Regions from separate parts of the Sus scrofa genome. Here all the other regions are linked to region 1. Evidence: chromatin contacts called from public HiChIP or PLAC-seq and promoter capture Hi-C data. All regions are on one chromosome and are shown on one strand. The core of a region is the stretch at or near the end of the contact, and the rest is flanking DNA. Distances in the headings are between cores, read along the strand shown.

Region 1 (2,700 bases), core at 180-2,679:
ATTAGTTAGCTTGGGCTGCTACAGCAAAATACCACAGACTGGGTGGCCTAAACAACAGAAATTTAATTCTCACAGTTCTGGAGACTGAAAGTCCCACATCTGAGTGCCAGCAAAGTTAGTTTTTGGCAAGAGCTCTCTTCCTGGCGTGCACATGGCTGCCTTCTCAGTGTGTCTTCTAGTTGTGAAGACAGAGAGCAAGCTACAGGGCTTGCTGTATCTTACAAGGGCACATCCTATAGGATTAGGGCCTCACTCTTACCACCTCAGTTGACCTTAGTTACCTCCTAAAGGTCCTAGGAGGCCTTTCTAGAATACATTTAGAATGTACTTTTAAATACATTCACATTGGGGGATAGGGCTTCAACATGAATTTTGGTAGGGAACACAATTCAGTCCATGATAAAATATGCAAAGGTATTTAGACCCTTTGAATAATCCAAAATTCACTTACATTATTCACTTTAGATGCTAGTTATGGGATATAGATGTAGAGTTGTTGCTGCCTGGAGTTCAGTGTGGTCTACTTGCTCTAGCCAACTTGAGGCCAGGAAGGGCTGGACCATAGGTGTTTTGTGCTTGACCTTGTGATCCTATATATAGCAAGTGAACCACACACCTCTATCAGCACGCAAACAATTTTGAAGTTAAATATAGAAAAGCAGAAACTCTTGGAATTTAGGGCCAGGATTAAAAATGGGATTGGAAGATGTATTAATGCCTAAACAATATTTACTGACGATCTAGCATGTGCTTGGCACTGGGGAAAAACTGTATACTGACATGGCTCCTGATTTAACTGAATGTACAGTGTCGGTAGGGAGACGGACTGACTCTTTCAACAGCTTAGGTGGGGACAATATCTGTGCACCTTGGCAGTCTTCCCTAAGGGGGCAACACCTAAGCAGAGCTACAGAGATGGCAGGGAATGGAGGGTGGCTGCAGTGCTGGCGTCGCGGGAGAACCAACTTACTGATGGCCGGTGACTGGGGCTGGGCCGCTAAGAATGGGCAGACCTGGCACCAAAGATCACTGCTCTCCTCACAGCAAGGCTTCTGCAGCCAAGACGGGAAGCTACCCACGCACCAGGACCCTTCGAAGGCCTTCAGACTCAGCTTATTTCTGTTTGCTGCTCAATTTAAGCATATGTCTGACATTTTCCTCTCAGGTCCCCATTTCCAGGTCTTTATGTTTGTTTTGCTTTTTAAGTTCCCCGCCCTTAAAAACCTTTTGCTGGCAAGACCTTCTTCAGATGCGGAAACCAGGAGGAAGCGTCCAGAATAGCAAGGGCTGACCTCGGGAAGCCGTCATTTCTGTTGTGGGTTCTCTCCTGTGGCGCTGAGAAAGTCCAAAGTAATCAGCTAGAGAGACAAAAGCTACAAGAATCAGATGCAGGCCCGGCGTTCCTCGCCCGCTCGCTCAAAGCTGTCTGCGGAGCCTTCTCAGCTCACTCCACACCCAGCACAACGCTTGATTGACAGAGGGGCCCGCCCACTCGTGGCGCAGCGCAGATCGCTCTCGCGTCAGTGATAGGAGGGAACGGAGCGGCTGAGCCTATTAGATGGGGCAGGGAGGGGGTTTCCTGCCCGCGCGGATCCGCCCGCGGCCTCGCAGCCAGTCCGCACAGCAGCCCCGCCCACTCGCCGCGCGCCCCGCCCCTCTCCCCAGAGCTACGCGGCGGCAGAGCGGAGGCCTCGTGCCCTAACGGCCATCGCGGTGGCCGCGGTGGCATCCCGGTGCCCTCCTCAGGTGAGCTGGGGCCGCCTGGGCTCGGCAAGAGGGGAGGTGAGACGGTCCTGCCGGCAGGCAGACGCACGGACAGCTTTTCCTTGCTTCCAGAGTCTTCACAGCCTGTTACTTGCCGCGGCACTTCCTCTTCCCCGGCGAAGTTAGCCCCCGGGGGCGCCGTCTGCCGGCCCCGAGTTGAGCCGGAGGGGGCGGGGAGGCCGCTCGTCCCGGCCTAGGCATTTGCCTGGCTGCTGCGCGCGACCCTCTGGCCACTGCCCTGGGCGGCGCGGCCCCGCGGCCTCCCTCTCCATCCTTTGGGAGTCCGGTCGTGTTGAGCGCAGCGGCCTGCGGCCCCGTGAGGCTGGGAGGTCGAATGTGTGGCGCGTGTCCCCCACCCCGTTTCTTTTCCTAACCAAAAGTCGTGTTGGCTGTTGTGGCGCAGTCCGAGGCCGCGAAGGTAGGGACGTGGTAGACGAGGACAGGGGCGTGCACACCCCCAGCTTGAGAGTGGGGGTAAGGAGCGTTTCCCTGTGTTGGGGGTGGACATCCTGGTGATGCGCCATACGCCCCCTCCAGTCCCCCCCTCCTTTCCCTTCTACTGGAAAAATACGGGTTATTTTAATCTTGTGGATTTGCGGTAGATTAGTACGAGAGTTGATTGAACTATGAGCTTTTGACTATATTGTGTTCTAATATATCCAGTAAAAAGAATGTATCTCGATAGTTGGTTTTGTAACCTTTCTTATCTGTGTCCATAAAAGTTAAATTAGCCGTCAGAAACTCGGGAAGCTGGATTTTGTTCGGGTCTGAGAACCCTAACATTATGTGCGCTCAGTTAATGTCTAACTAAGGAATTAGTTACCTAAAAATAATTCTGGCCGTTGGATTTGGTAAGAAACCATGAGAGTTAGGAAAGAAGGTAAGGAGAAATTTCTAATCCTGTATTGGGTGGTGAGCAAATAAGCTGAATATCCG
Region 2 (2,700 bases), core at 183-2,682, 650 kb before region 1:
TAGGTCCTGCCCTCTGGCTTGGGAATCCAGCTGGGAGAGAGCCAAACAATGTTACTAGGGTGTGAGATGTGCCACAGGAGAGGAACCTGCAAAGGAACTTCGGACAAAGGAGTCCCAGTGCTCCAGCCCAAATCAAGTCCCAATTTCTGAACATGGCAAAATTCTTCACACACTTATCTCTATTACTGCCTTTCAGCTTCATTTACCACTATTTTCGTCCAAGCTGGGGACACAGTCATGTGTGTGAATCTGAACATACCATTAGTCTTGGGATACAGTTACCTTCTCAGAGATAACTCTGCTTGACACACCTGCCTTGACCCCTGTGCTACCATGCCGGTCCTTTGTCTATTTCTCTAGGTTGGGGGAAGGGGAGGTCCTTAAGGTAGGGCCCTAAACGTAGGGCCAAGAGCATAGATACCCAGTTAGTGAGGTGCAGGCAGGCTTTGTCCAGTCAAATGACTTCAAGCCTTAGACCCTCTGCTTCCCTAGTGTCTAGGTGAATAATTCCTACTCCATGAAAGTAATAAGTACTGTGGTTAGTTTTTGGCACATAGTAGCTGATCAAAAACGTTTGCTGAATTGAATGGTATTAATGTTAAAGTCTCAGGCCAGAGTTTGGACTTTATGAAGGTCCTGGCTGTGAGCTGGAGCTTGGCGGGGTTAATGATCAACTTTAGCAGTTTTTTTGTGGCTAAGAATGTTAAATATACACCTTGTTCTTTGCCTTGAAGAGCTGCCTCTTAGCTGGAAAAACAGATGGACAAGCTCCCAACAGTTCAGTTCTAAATCCCTAGGGAAGTGGTTCTCAAACTGGAGCAAGCATTAAAATCACCTAGAGGCCATGTGATGAAACAGATCGCTGGCCGCACTTCTAGAATTTGACTTATTAGGTCTGGGATTGAGTCTGAGAATTTGGAAGTTTGCATTTCCCATCGTGCTTTTTCCAGTGATCCTTAAGCCATGTGCTCAGTAAGTATTATGTAAAATATCTGTGTTTGAAATCTGGTTCAACCACATCTTTAGTCCTGGCTGGATTAAATCATTCTATCTCTTTGTGCTCCATTTGTCTCAGCTGCGAAATCAGGACAATAAGCTAATACAGGTAAATGCTTAAAGCAACACTTGGTATTCAACAAATGATTAACTCTATTCATTTTCTGGAGGCGGTGGGATAACAAAACCAGGGGTCTAGGTAGCCAGAGAAAAGCAAGGGCAAAGTCTCTTTTCTGCCCAGCCTTGCGGTTGACCAGGCCCGCGCTTCTGACGATGACACACCCTAGCGCAGTCTCAGGACCCACGCTCTTTGGCCTCCAGCCTTTTTCCAAATTGCGCTCCGCAGTCCAGCCCACAGGCTACTTACTTCCCGCCGATGCTGCGCAGGCGCAAATGCCGCAGCGCCCACACTTGACGCACATGCGCCGGTCCAGCAGAAATGGCGGCGGCAGTGCGCGTGACGGCGGCCCGAGCCAGGCTCCGCGTTGTAGTGAGAAGTCTCCACGCCGGGGTGCGCAGTCTGTGCACCCAGCCTGTCTCAGTTAACGAGCGCATCGAGAACAAGCGTCAGGCCGCACTGCTGGGAGGAGGCCAGCGCCGCATTGATTCGCAGCATAAGCGAGTAAGTCCCGAGGGGGCCCGAGCCAGCCCGCCCCGACATTCGCGACCAATCACAGTGTCCGCGGCTGGGCCTCCCAGCCAATCCACGTGGTGCCGCGAGGGGCGGGGCGGGGCCGAGGATGTTAATTTTGCGAACCTTTTGGCTTTTAGCTGAGACACGTAAAACCAGGACAAGCATTGCTGTTCTTCGTCACTTTCTGCTTTCCCTTTGGAATTTTAGGTGGGCCTGGCTGGGCTCCACCTGTGAACTTTTGGAAAATTTACTCCCTAGAAGTCAATTTATACTAAATAGAAAACAATAGTAATTCTTCCCTCGCAATCTCACTAGAATAAGAGTGAAGCAATGATAGGCCCTTAATTAAAAAAAAAAAAACACCTTGTTCTTCTCATGCCCCATGGAAGAGTGGTGGTAGGTTCTTGCTCCATTATGGAAGCAGGAAAATCGAGGCATTTGACAGGGAAGTTATATGGGCAAACTCACGTTCACCTGGGGTGGCCGTGTGGTGTGCGCAGAGAACTTGGGGAAACTATGTCCTCGGAAGGCCAGCTGAATGCCTTTAGGGTCTCAGCATGCATCAAGCTGCCTGTGGAGTAGGAGAGGCGTGTTGCTGAAGCATGTTTTTTTTGGGGGGGGGGATGTTGCTCAGGTTGCTCTCTGGGTTTGGCTGGAGTGAGCAGCTGAGGCACTGCCGCCCACTGTCTGTGTTTCGTTTTTTTGCTTTTTAGGGCGGCACCCAGGGTAGGGTGGAAGTTCCCAGGGTAGGGCTAGAATCAGAGCTACAGCTGCCGACCGAGGGCGTGGCAACTCTGGATCTCAGCCCTCTGCGATCTACACCATAGCTCTTGGCAACACCGGTTCCCCTACCCACTGAGCGAGGCCAGGGTTCGAACTGGCATTCCTATAGGAGTTTCCACTTGCACCACTGGAACTCCTAACCGCCCATATGTTAAGTCGAGATATGCTTCGTAGGCCATTTAGTAGCAGAAGAAACTGAGGCCCAGATGGGTGACCTGGCACTTGAAATGAGGCTCACTCAATGCATCCTAGACACATATGAGTATGGATCGATGTGCTAGATGAGT
Region 3 (2,700 bases), core at 135-2,634, 680 kb before region 1:
AGTAGCATTCACGGGGTTCATTGCAGACACTTCGACACCGCTGGCTCCCGGTTGAAAAGAAATTCCGGATCCAACTTTCTAAGCAGCCAGGGAACAATGGCGAATTTGCTACAATTCGGAGGAAATCAGAGCAGAAGCACTGGCCAAAGTAGTAACCAAAATCCGTACAAGTTTGTGGAGTTGAAGCAATCCTCCCACACATGGGGGCCTTGGCGCCCCTCCTCCGTCCCTGAGACTTGCAGATCGAAAAAGAAAAAAAAAGCGAAAAACGAGCCTTCGAGTTTGTCCCGGGCAGCCGCGGTACGTAGAATGCGGCGGTTTGGGCGCTCGGGCCGGGACTCGGCGCTCAGTCTAGCCCCGCGGCTCGGCGGGCGGCCTGAGCTCGAGCGACATCTCGGAACGCGGAGGCACCTCCTTCTAGTCGAGTTGGGCGGGCGCGGGAGCAGGCCCCGGCCCGGGCCGAGGGGCGGGCACGCTTCTCACGGGCTGCTGGGCCCTTTACTCCATCACAACGGCCGGCGCGGAGGCAGCGGCGACGGCAAGGACGGCACAGGCGACGGCTTCTTCGATCTAGTGCACCGGGCCGCCGCGGCGGCCCACGTTGCTGCTGCGGCTGGCTGAGGCCACCGCCGCTCTCTCCATATCGGACGCGGGGACCGGACTGCGCCTGGCTCTCCGCCTCGGCGGTTACAGCCCGGCTGTTCCCTGAGGTGGCGAAGCGGGCAGGAGAGGCCCCCGCCCGACAGGGGAGGGCCGGGAGGAAGTGCGCGGGCCGCCTGCGGCGGGAGGGGGCGGGGAGCAGGCCCAGCCGGGCCGCTGCGGCGCCCCTCGCTCCTTAGTCGCTCACTCCGAGGTCACCAGGCGCAAGCGCCGCCCCCTCACTGCCCGGCCATCTTCTCCCCGCCGCACACACGGACGCTTCCTCCGCCAAGCACCACAGCCGCCGCCGCCGCCGCCCACGGTGCCCGCCCGGCCGCGGCCGAGGAGAGCGCTCACAGCGCCAGGCCCCGCCGCCGCCGCCCAGCGCACACAGCAAGGCCCCGCCGCAGGCCCCTCCCCCCGTGCCTCGCCGGCCTCACCCCGACTCCACGCGCCAGTCTAACTCGGTAGGGCCCGGGTTGCTGCGGCCTTAATGGATCCCGCGGGCTGTGCGGTGCCTCAGGCCCTACCGGCGACGACGACCGTTACCCCAACGGGCAAAGCCACTGTCATCCCCGAGACTCCCCCGCCGCCGTCGTCGCTAGCGCCCGCACGCATGCGCAGACCACACTCTCACCCCTCCCCCGCCCTTTCCTTTCCCTTCGCTTCCCTTTTCCCCTGCTTCTCCTCTAAGAGCCCCCTCCACACCCTCCTAGAGCTACCGGCTCGCTGGGCGCATGCGCACTCCACTACCCAGCTCCACCGCCCTTCGCCCTTACGCGTGCGCTTTGACCGCCCACCCAGAAAACCGGATAAACACATCAGTCCGCTCAGGCCAGCCCCTCCCCGCCGCCAACCCACCCTGAGCTCACTGCGCATGTCTGGCTCTCCACTTACGGCTGGCAGTACAGAGCATGCTCTCCACGAGCTGCCTGCGCTCTCCGCCCCTCCCCCATGCGCTCTCAAATTCCCTCTTAAGCATGTGGGCTGTGGCGAAACATTCGTTAGTTGACCCATCCTTCCCCACTGTGGGCTGCAGGCTTCCCGCACTACACTGCTTCCACGGTGTCCGCCAACGCAGAGGCCCGGCTGGATCATGCCATGTGGCGCTCCGCCCTGACCCAACGCGGCCTCTCCTCGCCCCGGCTGACCGCGCTGTGAGGAGAAAGCCCCGCACCGCCCCAAGCCCCGCCCTCGCGGCCTTTCTCCTGGAACCACGCTTCCCGACTGCCGAAAGGGCGCTGCAGCTCGCCCACACTCGCCCGGCCCAGGAGGGAGGCGGCGGTTGACGTGGCTGTGCGCCCAGAGGGCGCTTGGGCGGCGTTGGCCGGGTTGGGGCCGCGGCCCGGGTCGACGGCAGCCTGAGGCCTCTAAGGCCCAGACAGGCGGTCTGAAGTGACGGGGCGCAGACCCACCTCCTTCGCCTGCCGGTCAGTAGCGGGCTCTTTCCGCGGCCTCTGAGCCTTGGAGCCAGACGGACGCGGGCGGTCCAATTTAAAAAGAAAACGAACCTCTGTTTTAGCTCCTTTAACATAGCTGGGCCCTCTCTGTGAAGAGATTTCTTGAAGAACCATGGTGCTGCTTTAGAACCCAAATTCTTGAACGTATTATCTGTTTTAAACAAGCTTTGGCTCATGTTTTTGCAGGAGACCAAGGACACTGAGAAATTAATAAACAAAAGCCTAACTTAACGCCTGATTACCCTCCCCTCCAAAAGAACAAACCCTTCTTTAAAAATAGAAACAGCGTAGGAACCATTATCTCTGGATCCACCAGAACTCTTCAACATAGCATTTCTTGGACGTAGTAAATGCTCTATGCCTGTTGGCAAAGCGAGGTTTACGACGTGCGCAAATCTTTTGTGGCACAAATACATGTTAGTTTTTGAGGCTTGCCACTTAAAAATGCAGTTAAGGTATAAGAGAACCAACCTGTATAACCTTCGACAGATAATTTGAGAGCAGGTTTATTTTCTTTACAAGTCTTAGCATATTATCAGGATGTCGGTATTAAGCAAAAATAAATCTATTTTCCTAATTTCGTAAAGTAGAAATTAAAGTT

What was found. Promoter capture Hi-C pulls out the DNA fragments that hold promoters and counts their contacts. HiChIP or PLAC-seq counts read pairs in DNA pulled down with a chosen protein or histone mark.
Region 2: a contact with region 1 is called in an H3K27ac HiChIP or PLAC-seq map of alveolar macrophages. The contact joins the promoter of PCCB here to the promoter of STAG1 in region 1. A contact is called at or near these places in 2 of 5 promoter capture datasets (fetal liver and liver) and 1 of 2 datasets of contacts at active chromatin or transcription factors (alveolar macrophages).
Region 3: a promoter capture Hi-C map of fetal liver shows a contact between it and region 1, with 7 times the contacts expected there. The contact joins the promoter of MSL2 here to the promoter of STAG1 in region 1. A contact is called at or near these places in 1 of 5 promoter capture datasets (fetal liver), 4 of 47 Hi-C or Micro-C datasets (embryonic fibroblasts, fetal heart ventricle, liver and 1 more) and 2 of 2 datasets of contacts at active chromatin or transcription factors (alveolar macrophages and skeletal muscle).

Annotation. Positions count from the first base shown.
Region 1 is chr13:77,862,068-77,864,767 of Sscrofa11.1, forward strand. It overlaps STAG1 (cohesin subunit SA-1), which reads right to left and starts at 1,430. Exons shown (of 38, transcript XM_021071121.1): 1 at 971-1,430. It also overlaps a transcript of NCK1 not described here.
Region 2 is chr13:77,216,049-77,218,748 of Sscrofa11.1, forward strand. It overlaps PCCB (propionyl-CoA carboxylase beta subunit), which reads left to right and starts at 1,433. Exons shown (of 15, transcript NM_213901.1): 1 at 1,433-1,618. The coding sequence starts at 1,436.
Region 3 is chr13:77,180,026-77,182,725 of Sscrofa11.1, forward strand. MSL2 (E3 ubiquitin-protein ligase MSL2) reads right to left here and starts at 1,385. Exons shown (of 2, transcript XM_001927762.7): 1 at 1-1,385. The coding sequence starts at 21.